Linked DNA regions of Sus scrofa: region 1 is linked to region 2. A link is a contact called in public HiChIP or PLAC-seq data. All regions are on one chromosome and are shown on one strand. The core of a region is the stretch at or near the end of the contact, and the rest is flanking DNA. Distances in the headings are between cores, read along the strand shown. Region 1 holds the start of EIF3B (a long non-coding RNA gene). Region 2 holds the start of MAD1L1 (mitotic spindle assembly checkpoint protein MAD1).

What was found. HiChIP or PLAC-seq counts read pairs in DNA pulled down with a chosen protein or histone mark.
Region 1: a contact with region 2 is called in an H3K27ac HiChIP or PLAC-seq map of alveolar macrophages. The contact joins the promoter of EIF3B here to the promoter of MAD1L1 in region 2. A contact is called at or near these places in 1 of 5 promoter capture datasets (liver), 10 of 47 Hi-C or Micro-C datasets (blood, brain, embryonic fibroblasts and 3 more) and 2 of 2 datasets of contacts at active chromatin or transcription factors (alveolar macrophages and skeletal muscle).

Annotation. Positions count from the first base shown.
Region 1 is chr3:1,643,333-1,649,628 of Sscrofa11.1, forward strand. EIF3B (a long non-coding RNA gene) reads left to right here and starts at 2,130. Exons shown (of 19, transcript XR_002342196.1): 1 at 2,130-2,849.
Region 2 is chr3:1,555,330-1,561,717 of Sscrofa11.1, forward strand. It overlaps MAD1L1 (mitotic spindle assembly checkpoint protein MAD1), which reads right to left and starts at 4,017. Exons shown (of 18, transcript XM_021085975.1): 1 at 3,642-4,017; 2 at 1,213-1,374. The coding sequence starts at 1,362. MRM2 (FtsJ RNA methyltransferase homolog 2 (E. coli)) reads right to left here. Exons shown (of 3, transcript NM_001184754.1): 3 at 4,834-6,058. The coding sequence ends at 5,619.

The sequences.
Region 1 (6,296 bases), core at 880-3,379, 86 kb after region 2:
CGCTCAGATCCCACATTGCTGTGGCTGTGGTGCAGGCCAGCAGCCGCAGCTCCACTTCGACCCCTGGCCTGGGAATCTTCATATGCCTCAGGGGAGGCCCTAAAAAGCCGGACAAAAAAGAGAAAGAAGTGACCAGAGGCACCCATATTGAGGGGAGCAAGGTTTGGCTTCTGCTTTAGAAGGCGTGTCAAAGGATTTACGAACCTAACTTAAATGCGCTTTTACCCTGACTTCTGTGATGCTTCGGTCCTGGAAGTTTTCCCCACCACACTGTGATTCTAAGACGGCAAGAGTCATACATTCTTTCCTCACCACTGTGTTCCCAAAACAGAGCCCCTCCCACGCAGCCCCGACACCCTGAACATCAATCGCAGCCCCCCTCAGGCTTTGCAGGGACCGCTGAGGGTCTCCGTGCTCTCCCTGGAACACTTAGAGATGTATTTTGAAAAAACATATGCTTCTGCATCGTGAGCACATCCATAATTTTACCCACAGGATAGGATATGACAAGTCCCTTCACTGGGAAGCAGTAATGAGTGGCTACTGTTTGCAACACCTGCGCCCCTGCAGGCAGAAGTCTTCCCTAAGAAACCTGTAGCTGCCCAGCTACCGTCAGCTGCTTTCACACTTGTCTGTATTTTTTTCTTATTCACTCATTGCCACCAATAGCACATTCTAGAACAACAGGGCAGGCAGTGCCCAAATCATCTATGAAAACAGCAGATAAACCTAGAAATTAGGAGGATAATGAGGACGGCCAGGAGAAATTACCTTGTCTTTGTGAAGCGGGTTTACAGGCTACCTCTCACTTTACAGGTGGGGAAGCCAAGGCCCAGAGGCCAAGCAGTGCCCAAAGTTACAAGGCTGAAAGAAGAGGAGGATTCAGAACCTGTGCTCGGCACCCAAAACCCCGGTTCTTTTCTCTTTTTTCTTCTTTAAGGGCTGCACCGGCAGCACATGGAGGTTCCCAGGCCAGGGGTCCAATCGGAGCTACAGATGCCAGCCTTCACCACAGCCACAGCAAGGCCAGATCCGAGCCGGGTCTACGACCTACACCACAGCTTATGGCAACGCCGCATCGTTAACCCCTGAGTGAGGCCAGGGATCGAACCTGCGTCCTCATGGATACCAGTCGGGTTCGTTTCGCGGCGCCACAACCGGAACACCTCTTTTTTTTTCCCTTTCAACTGTGGTAAAACATACACAACATTCCATTAACCATTTTGGCCACTTTTCAGTGTAGAGTTCGGGGCAGTAAGTACATTCACAGTGTCGTGCATGCGCCACCACCATCCACCTTCTCGAAATCAAACTTGGTCCCCGTGAAATTCCAACTCCCCATTCCCCATCGCAGCAGCCATCGTCTTCTTTCATAAAATGATTAATGGGCGGTGGCCCTCACCCCCGGCAACAAGCAAAACACAAGATGCGAATTGAGATTACCTTCCAGACGAAGCAAACCTAACCCAGAGGCGCCGCACACCCGCACCTCCGGAGACCCGGCCTGCGGCCGCGCGGGCCACACCGGCCACGCCCTCTTGCCCGCCCACAAAGCCGGCCCCGCCCACTAGCCGCCCCGATCCAGGCCCCGCCCCGAGTCCGGCTCCGCCCCGCCCCACGCTCCAGCGGCTGACCCCGCCCCGCTCCCGAGACCCGCGCTCTTTAGCGCGTCTGGGGGCGGAGCCCCGAGCGGGCCGAACCACCGTGATCCCCAGAATGGGGGTCGACGGAGTTACAGCCACCGCGGTGGGCTTGGGAGTGATTTAAACATCTCTCACTCATTTTTTTGGTATTGCGCCAGGCAGTCGTCCCTCTAGTAGCTTTGGCCATCTATGGCTCGCTAAGAATTCCTGTTATATTTTGGAATCGTCCGTTCTTTTCCCCGTCAGTAGACGAGTCTAAAAACCGACGTGGGGGGGACTTAGTAATTGAAATAGTTGGTGAAAGGCTAAGATATCCCAAACAAAATATCCTGCAAATTTTTAAGTTTTATTTAATATTAATTTTAACGTCAATTGTTATTTCATGCACATCTGCGTGCTGGAATGATTTCTGGTACCTCCCTGCGGCGTCACAAATAGTTTAGTCCTTCACCGTAAGGCCCGACGGGAGGAGGAAGGGAGTGGTTGCCATGTTGGACGGGACCATCTGCTACTTTACATGGGGTAGTTTCGTTCCCAAACAGTTTGTGGACTGAACAGAGCAGGGGCGGTGATTGGAGCTGAGCACGCACTTATCACGGGAGCGCTATCGTAATCCCTAGTGGACACATTTATACCCGGTGAGCTCCTCTAGACGCGCGGGGCGGCATCGGGGCGTGGGCGCTCCCCCCATCCCTGCGAGTGCCCCACCGCTCGCACATGGCCCGGCGGTAGGCGCGCGGTGCGGCCTGGGAGAGTCGGAAGCGCGGCGAGCCCGGGCGAGGCGGCACCGGAGGGCCATGCAGGACGCGGAGAACGTGGCGGCGCCCGAGGCGTCCGAGCAGCGGGCCGAGCCCGGACAGCAAGAGCCGACCGCAGAGGCGCCTCCGAGGGAGGAGCCAGCGCGACCAGCCGCACTGGAGGGTGCGGGCGGCGAGGACCCGGAGGCCGGGCCGGGGCCTGATGTGCCGGCCGAGCCTTTGGCCGACGGGGAGCAAAAGACGGACGCGACCCCCGGCGCCTCCCCGCCGCCTTCCGAGGAGCCCCCAACCCTGGCCGCAGGCGAGACGGGGCAGGCGCGGGACGCGGCGGCCGAGGCCGGCTCCGAGGGGGCGGGTGGGGAGCCCGGCGGCGCGGCGGAGGACGGTGGCGCGGACGAGCCCTCCTTCAGCGACCCCGAGGACTTCGTGGACGACGTGAGCGAGGAAGGTGAGGCGGCGGGGCGGGTCTGCGCCCAGATTCCCGATCCCCGATGCTCGGGAGCGGTGCCTGTCCTGCGCCTGTCGCCCAGAGCGCCTGGATCTCCGTTTTTTCTCAAAAGCAGAGGGGTGCAGGGTGGAGACAACTCCGCGAACCAGCCTCTGATGCTACAGCCAGGAGTTTGGAGGGTAATGAGAGCACACGGCGTGTACGCAGGAGCCGTGGCCCTGTGTGCACCTGTGTGGTTTTAGGGTCCAGCCGAGCAGGACACTCCACGTGCCGTAGGTTCTCGGTTGACAGCTCTCTGTCTGCGGTCCGGGTGCCCCGAGTGGCCAGCCAGACCTATCAAAGGCCTGAAATTGACCCAGTGCCGACACTTGAGGGGTGGGTGGACGCTGTCCCTCGGGAGTGGGAGGAACAGGGCGGCAAAGTTGGTCTCCTCTGCTCCTACTGTGCCACCGGAGCCTCTGCCCGCAGAGAGCTGCTCAGTAGGACGGTGTCAGCCTGACTGCTGGATTCCCAAGCCTGTAGGCCTAGCACCAGTCACCCTTCTTTCGGCAAATACTTTTTTCTCAGGTTGTAGTCCTGATCACAGCTTTCTTTGACTTGTTTTCTGCCCTGGCTCGACTTACAGCCATTATTTCTGCTCTCTGCCTGTGAGAGCCGGTCTCCAAAAGCTGTGATGTTGGCTGATCTCATTTGTTTTTGTTTATGTTTGTTTCCAGCCATTTAACTCTCCTGGTGGGACACTGCAGTGGGTTCCTCCAGTGAAGTGAGAAAATGTATAAAACACCATTGAGGTCGCCAGTGTAAATGAGAAAGCTAAGACATTACCATGTAAAGATTGATTTTTTTGAGATGTGTGTGATCAAGCTGGTATTGAGTCAGAAGCATAAAGAATAGCACCTAAGGTGAAAAAGTTTAGAGAACCAACAGAGTTATTGGACTCTGAAACATGATTTTGTATATTTTTAACATTTTTATCAAACGCTTTTATTTTTCCCCCAATTTTATTAAGATATATTTGATGTACACCTCTGCGTACATTTGAAGTATACAGGATCATGATTTGACTTATTTGAGGCATAATTTTAAAAGGCTATCTGTTGTTGTCACTGTTTTTTTAATTTGTTTTGGGTTTTTTTTTGCTTTTTAGGGGCGCACCCGTGGTATACGGACGTACCCAGGCTAGGGGTACAACTGGAGATGCAGCTGCCAGCCACTGCCGCAGCCCAGCGACACAGGATACAAGCCCTGTCTGTGACCGCCACCACTGCTCACAGCAGTGCCAGATCATTAACCCACTGAGCAAGTCCAGGGGTTGAACTCAAGAGTCCTCATGGGTACCAGTCAGGTTCATTACTGCTGAGCCACAGCAGGAACTCCTTTCGTTGTTGTGGTTTTTTTGTTGTTGTTGTTTATTTGCTTGCTTGTTTTTTAGGGCCACACCCTCGGCTTATGGAGGTTCCCAGGCTAGAGGTCCCATCGGAGGTAGCCGCCAGCTATGCCACAGCCACAGCAATGCAGCATCCGAGCCGGTCTGCAGCCTACACCACAGCTCACGGCAAGGCCGGATCCTTAGCCCACTGAATGAGGCCTTGGATGGAACTTACAGCCTCATGGTTCCTGGTCTGACCCGTTTCTGCTGCGCCACGATGGGAACTCCCGTCTTTTATTTTATGAGACATTTCAGCCTGAAAAGCAGGAAGGGATCCACAGGTAGTGAGGACTTGGGAGCTGCCGACGCCGTTGAAGCCCGTAACCCATAAGACACTGTTGTCCTTGTTGCTGAGAATTCACAGGGCGGGGTCGCTGGGCACCCCCCCAACCCCCGCAGCGAGACAAATGGTTTTTTTACCACACCAAGTTTTCCTATATTTAAAGTTTTAAGTTTTGATTTTTTTTTTCTTTTTTTCTTTTTAGGGCCCTACTCATGGCATATGGAGGGTCCCAGGCTCGGGGGCGAATTGGAGCTGTAGCCTCCAGCCTACGCCACAGCCACAGCCACATCAGATCCGAGCTGCGTCTTCGACCTGCTCCACAGCTCACGGCAACACTGGATCCTTAACCCACTGACTGAGGCCAGGGGTCGAACCTGCGTCCTCATGGATGCTAGTCAGATTTGTTTCTGCTGAGACAGTGGGAACTCCCTAAGTTTTGATTTTAAAGTCCCTTTCGAGCCCTTCAGGATTTACTCACAATTGATTTTTTTGAGGCATGACATGCGCACACCCAGCTGACCCAAGATTTCTGGCGCGTGAATTACGCTGTGTGCCGGGATGGTAATGTGAGCACAGGCCAGTCGGGCTGGTGGCTGCGGGGAGGGCCTTTGGGAGCCCGTGTGATCTCAGCATTTTGCCAGAGTGGCCTGTGAGGCTCCTGGGCCTAAGGAACTGAAACCAAGCGAGCTGCCAGGTTTTTTTGAGGCTGGTGGTCATCAGAAGCTCTGCTACGTTTTTTGTGTTTCATGAGAACTTGCCAGCAGGGTCAGAGAGGGATGGCAGGGTACCGATTCTTCCGAAAATGGACCGACTCGCAGGTGCCTGGCCCCTGTGCCGCTGTCCCGCCTCCCTTTTTGATACAGATGAATTCTCAGCATAGTTGAACCTCCGTCACCCTCATCCTTTCCGTTTAATTTTTCAGCTGCCTTCGGGGCATTGCTGTACAAATATTTGATAAAGGTTTTACCTCTAAATGTCATCTTTGCTATATTTAGACTTGTGAATTGCTTCTTTCTGTGTCTGCTGGAGTCAGATTGGGAATCTGGGAGCCAAGAGAAACCAGATGCGTGGGCTGGTAATGACAGGGGAACTCTCTTCTTCCTTGTGTAATTACCTGGCTTTTTCGCTGACTCCGTCAAGGCGGGGCCTCGTAAACCAGGCGCTGTCGTCCCGAGGAAGGGTCCACAGTTGCATAAAAGCTGAGCTTGTCGACCTTGTCGGTTGAGATGGGCCGTAGCGGCCGCGTGGTCGTAGGGCAGGTGAGCTCTAAAGCACCTCGCAGGCCCGGCTGCGGCCTCGCTGAGGAAGACGCTCTGCCCCCGCCCCTGCCCCCCGCCTCTCGGTTGGGCCTCCGTTTCCGCTTTGCTGCAATTTAAGCAGCAATTCTTTTATCTCAGCGTCACGTTCTCCCCATCCTTCTTAAAGTGTGGAGGGTGATTCGAAATAGTTTACAACAGGACTTGCCTCTCGAAATGAAAGGATCTTTCTTCCCCTTCGAAAGACCTTTTTATCTTTTTATTACGGAAAATTGTAAACACAAAATGGAAAAAGATCTCAAGTTTTGAAAATGAAAGACCACAAAAAAGTTTTCTGGCCTTCCCATGGTGCCCCAGAGGTAACCAACCCGACTAGGATCCATGAGGTTGTGGGTTCGATCCTTGGCCTCGCTCAGTGGGTTAAGGATCTGGCGTTGCCGTGAGCTGTGGGGTAGGACGTAGACACGGCTCGGATCCTG
Region 2 (6,388 bases), core at 2,767-5,266:
GAAGGGCCTCACAAGACACAGCAAACAGCATCACAGAATCGCGGACTGCAAGGGCCTTTTCTTCAGGTGGGCGAGAGCCCAACCGCTCCAGGAATGGCCTACAGTCCATCCAGCAGCACAACAGCTGCTGGGCACTTAACAGAAATGCAGAAGCTCAGGCTGTGCCACAGATAACCAATCAGACCCTTCCTTTGCAAAGAGGCACATTCACGAGAACATACAATGGAGAAAAGACAGCCTGTTCAATAAGAGGTGTTGGGAAAACTGGACAGCCACGTGGAGAAGAATGAAGTCAGAACACTCCTTGGCACCATACCTAAAACAGGCACATTCAAGTCCAAGAAGCACTGGACCATAGAACATCGTTCTCGTTTCAATCGGGGACACGTGGCAATGTCTGGAGACACTGCTGATTGCGGGGCCTCAGCAAGGCTCGGGTACCACACTCCCTTCCCTGGGTGGAGCTGGTGATCCCTGCGCCAACGGGCACGGACCCCACGACTCTCTGGAACCTCAAGTCCTTCAGGAGACCTGAGCCTCTACAGCTGTGTCTACAGTGAGCATCACCGAGAGCTTGGAATAAAGTGAAACAGGCCTAAAATCAGAGTGAAGCTGTCAAAATCACCCCCTGGTGGACTGAAGCCGAGACGTGCCAACGGCCTCCACAGGCTGAGACAGGACATGGCCCATCCCTCACTCGCTGCCCTGCCCTCCCTGCCAGGCTGACGGAGAGCCTTGCGCGTGTCACACCGTCAAGGGAGCCAGCAGCTGGCTGGACAGCTCCTAGGTCACGTCCGCATGCAGTCTGGGATTTTCTTCCTCAACTCAATGAATCGGCTGGCTTTCCAGTCCGACCTTTAGTGTCTGTAAGCGTGTTAATGTGAGTCCAGTGGTGAACACCAGACCCGCTCCGGGGGTGCTGTTATTTCAGGCTTCTGAGCCAGACAGCTCCTGAACCATGGCCATTAGCTAGCCTCCAAAACAATGAATAGCCATGCTGGAGACTGGGAGGTGGCCAGCTGGCCTCCAGGCTTCGAAACACCAACCCCCTCGACTATGAGGAACGTGAACCAGTCCTACGCGGGGCAGGGGCCTTGCCTAGAGGCCCCGAGCCGGACACGGACCACTCGGCTGAACCATCTGGAACGTGAACCAGTCCTACCCGGGGCAGGGGCCTTGCCTAGAGGCCCCGAGCGGACACGGACCACTCACCTGCATGCTCTGCTGGTACTGCATCTGCAGAGAACCTTGCGCAGGGGTGGACACGTCCAGTCCAGACCCTCCCTCCACTCGCTGAGAGATGAAGCTGTTCAAGGACCTCAGGGTGGAGAGGACGGTGGTGTTTTCGCCCAGGTCTTCCATGGCCACCTCCCTCTGGAGGAAAACAAGGGACGGGTCACGGGGAGCCTTTCCACGCACCATCGGCTCTGGCAGCTGCCCAGTCAGGGGCGCCTTCAGGGAGCCCCACACCCTGATGCGCTCTCAGAGCCCTTAACACATTCCAGGGTCCGTGAGCACCGTCTTCCAGGTTAAGGGGGAGTACATGCTGCCAATTTCTCAGAGAAGAACGGAGGCATAAAAAGACAACGTGCCAGCAAGCTGCTGACCGGCAGAGCGCTGACGAGCACACCAGCTGGAAAGACAGACGGCCCTCAGGACAGGGTGTCCAGCCGTCAGGGTGTCCAGCTGGGCACCTCCCAGATGAGCACTGACAGAAAGCCTAGCTTCTGGGAATGAGAAGCAAAGAACACAGGAGTCCCTGCTGTGGCTCAGACGTAACAAACCCGACTAGAATCCACGAGGACACAGGTTCAACCTCGGCCTCGCTCAGTGAATTAAGGATCCAGCACTGCCATGAGCAACAGTGTAGGTCACAGCTGCAGCTTGGATCCTGCGTTGCTGTGGCTGTGCTGTGGGCCGGAGCTGCAGCTCCGACGAGACCCCTCACCTGGGAACCTCCATATGCTGCGGGAGCGGCCCTGCAAAGACAAAAAATAAAAAGCACACGACAGTGGCAATCAGGAGGGCACCCCCGCAATGCTAATTACAGGTTAGCAATGACATTAATGGGTGTCTCGACCACCTTCAGCCACCCGACTAATGCCCACGAGGATGCAGGTTCAAGCCCCAGCCTTGATCAGGGCGGGGTTAAGGATCCAGAGTTGCCGTGTGCTGTGGTGTAGGTTAAAGAAGGGGCTCGGATCTGGCGTTGCTGTGGCTGTGGCGTAGGCTGGCAGCTGCGGCTCTGATTCGGCCTCCAGCCCGGGAACATCCATATGCCTCTGCCACAGGGGTGGCCCTAAAAAGAACAAATAAATGGTTACAGAACTGAGATTGGACCCTGGTCTGTCTGGCTCTAAGGCTGAGTGTACTCCCCAGGCCAGTGTATGAAGGTCTGAGGACAAGCAGCAGCAAAGAACCTGCGCCCCCAAATCTGTGCTTATTATGGCCTCACACCACGCTGTCTACCAGCCGGAAGGTGTGGCAGTGTCCCAGGCACAGCGAAGCACCAAGAGGTGTGAATTCCTACAGGTGCATCGTCTTCAGGAAAAGAGCCAGCTCTCACTGATTTCCCTTAAGTATGAGACGGAACGCACCTTCCCCCAGCTGGAGCCCCCTTCCCCCCGAAAAAGAAGACCTGGTTTGCTCCTGAATTTCCCGTTTAAGGAGAACCCTGGCCTTGTGCACCCAGAGCCTGTCTTCCGGAGGCCGTGGTTTCCACGCCCGGCACAACTCGGCTGTCCTCACCACTCTCCTTCAAACCACAAGTGGAAGATGGGTGGGACGAGAAACCAGCGAGGGGCGCTCACGGAGCTGCGCGCCTGGCGAGCGATGCAGGCCCGCGCAGCGAGGCACGGGGCTCTGCTCTGGAAGGCCAGTCCTCCATCTGCCAAGATTAGACCACTCTTCCCCTCCCGTGATGGTAAATCTGGCCAACACGCCCCCTTCTCACACCCGATGCCCGCAATACCCCAGCAGGAAGAGAACGTACCCGCTTTCACCTGCCCCGAACTCCGCTGCCCCACGAGGCGGCAGCTCAAATTCCACCCTCTTTATCCAAGCGACCCAAACCTTCCAGCGCCCTCACCACGGACTCGGAGCTCAGAGTCCCGGGCACCCTGCCTCTCTCCCGCCCTGCTGGCCCAAGGACAGACATTACAGGGCTCCCCACCGCCCAGCGGCCCTTCACACCGCCGCGGGCGCTCTCGCCGGCCGGCCGGCCAGTTCTCCACCTGCTGCCGGGCGCCTTCGCCAAACTTCCACCACCGACGAAACGCACGCGAGCGCGCCTCCCACGGGCCGCCGGCAGTGGGACCCTGGGCAGGGCGCTTGCCCCTTCCCACCGTTTCCCTGGCTGTCAAAGGCAGTAGCGGCAAGTCCCACGCCGCCCGGCGAGGACGCGCGGGAAGCGGGGAGAGCGCCGCCGGCCCCCGAGCCTCGGCGGGTGAGGGACCCGCTGCCGCGAGGCCGCCCCCTCGGCGCTCGAGACCCCGACCATTCCCAGCGGCCCTTCTCGGAGGAGGCGCGCTGGGGACGCCCGCCCGCCCAGCCTCGGAAGGACCCCAGCCTCGCCCCCGCCCGCCCCGCGCCGGCTCAGCCTGGCGCAGCGCGGCGCCCGCCGGGGCACCCCGGCCGCTCACCTCACCGCCTCAGCCCACCGGGCGCCGCCGCTGCTGCTGCTGCCGCCGCCGCTCAGATCTCCCTCTTCTACGCCCGCGCCCACGTATCGCGAGACGTGCGGCTGCGCTCTCGCGAGACCTGGGCGGGACCAGCCGTGAGCTCCGGATCTGCGCGCCTGCAGGTCACGGGGACTCCGCGTCCGTCCCCGGAGCTACCTACTCCCGGCAGAGGCCGCAAAGAGGGGACTCGGAACCAAAGCCGGCCCGCCCGCGGGACTCTCGTGGTGCCCCCACCTCCAGCGTGTCGGCTTCCACTTGGCGGCTGCCTTGCGCCGTATTGTGTGGAATAGCACCGTCCAACGGTGGCCTCTTAGAGCCAAACTTCCCTGCACTCCCTTTCCCCGGTTTTACCACTACGGTATTTGCTTGAGTTAATGCGTTTTAACTTTTCACAAGGCCCTCTGAAAAAAGGCCAAATGCTATTCTACTAAGCTGTCCTCACAAAAGGCTGCGCTTCTAAGCTGGAGCCGTCGGGGCGCGGGGACCTCGTCTGGGTCTCAGTTCTCCAGGGAGCAGTGGTCAGCCTGTCCCTCCTCGAATTACGGCCACCTGGGTCCAGCAGCGTGCCTCCCGCGCCAGCTAGGCGCCCGAGGGCCTGCACCGAATTCCCTTCTTCCAGAGAATAAAAGACACGTTAGTGTGGCCAGAACGAACTGGATGGGAAAGCGGAGAATGTGATAGTGAAGGCAGGACGGAGGGCTCTCCGGTCTTAACTGGCCGACTGCAAACGAAAACAAAACGAAAAATTTGAGTCTGGCCAGCAGCATCCTTCAGGGATCTGGACTCAGCCCTAGGACCCTGATGGAGATTCCTGGCTACCTCTCCCCTCCCCAAGCAGTCTTGGGATTTAATCATCGCTACAGTCAATAAACTCTTTTGGGGGGGGGCTTTTTTAGGGCCCCACCAGCAGCATATGGAAGTCCCCAGGCTACGAGTCGAATAGGAGCTACAGCAGCTGGCCTAGGCCACAGCCACGCCATTGCGGGATCTGAGCCGCATCTGTGACCTACACCACAGCTCAGGGCAACGCCGGATCCCCCACCCAGATTCGAACTCGAATCCTCAAGGGTACTAGTCGGATTCCTTTCCGCTGTACCACAGGACTCCCATCAATATACTCTTTTTAAAAAACTTTAATAAATAAATAAATAACTTTTATCACTCAATGAATTTTATTATAGTTGTACGATTATCACAACCCAATTTTATAGCATTTCCAGGAACTGGTTTTGAGGAAACCAATCAATTTAAAAAAAAACAAAAAACAAAAACTTAAAAACACAGACATTCATTCCTCTTACGGCCTATACGACCTTACAGAGTCGCATCACAACCCTGGACAGGGGCACGGAGGTAAGGGAACACACCATGTCGCTGCTTGCTTTGGCAACGACCTTTAAGTCTTTGGAGCCTGGAATATTACAGCAACATTTTCCAGTGAAAAAGCAAAGCACAGCCACCCCATGCATAATTCACACCAAATGTCTTCTCTGATTGTCCTGGGAACTCGTCACTGCTTCAAGAATGGATGTATTTCCAGATCATTCACCCGAGAGATGGGAAAAAATCCCCAGACTGAAGTTTCACATTTGTCCACATTACGCTGGGTAGCCAAAATACCACCTGGAAACTGCGGGCTGTTCTTGGAGGGAGGATGGAAGCCTGTTTCTCCGTAACACGCTCAGTCACAGCAGGAGAGGAGAACGTTATGTAAAGGTGTCTGTGTGTGTTTCTCTGCCTCCCACTGTTTCTGTCCTCCCCCCAGTAGGCCTTTTCATCTTTTTATCTTTGCCCCTCCCTTAGGAAAAAAGGTCCCCCATGTGTCCTTCCTGCTGCAGCCCAGATCAACCTCGGGTCTCCCCAGCCCCACGCCAGGGAAGAGCTCAGGCTGCATCTGCAGTGAGGAGGAACCAGGGACAGGAGAAGACACCCGGTCCTTCACAGAGCTCCCCTCCTCCCTCCCTGGTACCGTGTGGCCAAGAGGTACAGCTCTGATGACTCCTTCCTGCTGGCTGCGGGTTTTACAGTCCTGGTGTTCTGGAATGCCTCTGTCAGTCTCTTCTGCAACCGATGGCTCTGACTGCCAGCCCAGATTTTACAAAGGAACGCCCCCCCGGGGTGGAGGACGTCTGGGGCCATGTCCAGCAGGGACAGGCACAGGCTGATGAGCCTATCATGGTCCAGGCCCCGGATCCCAGTGGCATTGGGTGCCATGTCACTCAGAATCACATCCGCTTTCCCACCGGGGAGCAGGTCCCGGATTCTCTGGAAGGTTCTTGGGTCGGTCACATCGGCAGGGCACAGAAAAGTGGCTCCTTCCAGGGGGAGGATGTGAAGAAGATCGACCCCGAGCACAAAGCCAACAGGAGCCGTGGCGTCTGAGGAAGAAACGGTGAGTGCACTGACTTACGCCGCCATCTCCCCGCAACAAAACAGCAGAACAGAGACGAAGGCAGGACCGAGGAAGAGCCAAACACGCAGCCCGGGGCCTCTCCCGCTCTCCACACGTCCTGCGACCACCCGTGGGGGCGGGGTCCTTCCCGCTACCTCTGAGGGGGCCGAAGCCCAGAGAGGAAGAGCCACCTCCCAGGCCTGACTCCACCTCCGACTGCATTTCACGCCCTGAGGATTCTTCTCTCTGGGTGGTCCTTTGGATTAACTAAAACCTAATGACACGCTTGAATAGAAGATGCCCCTGGACCGTATCA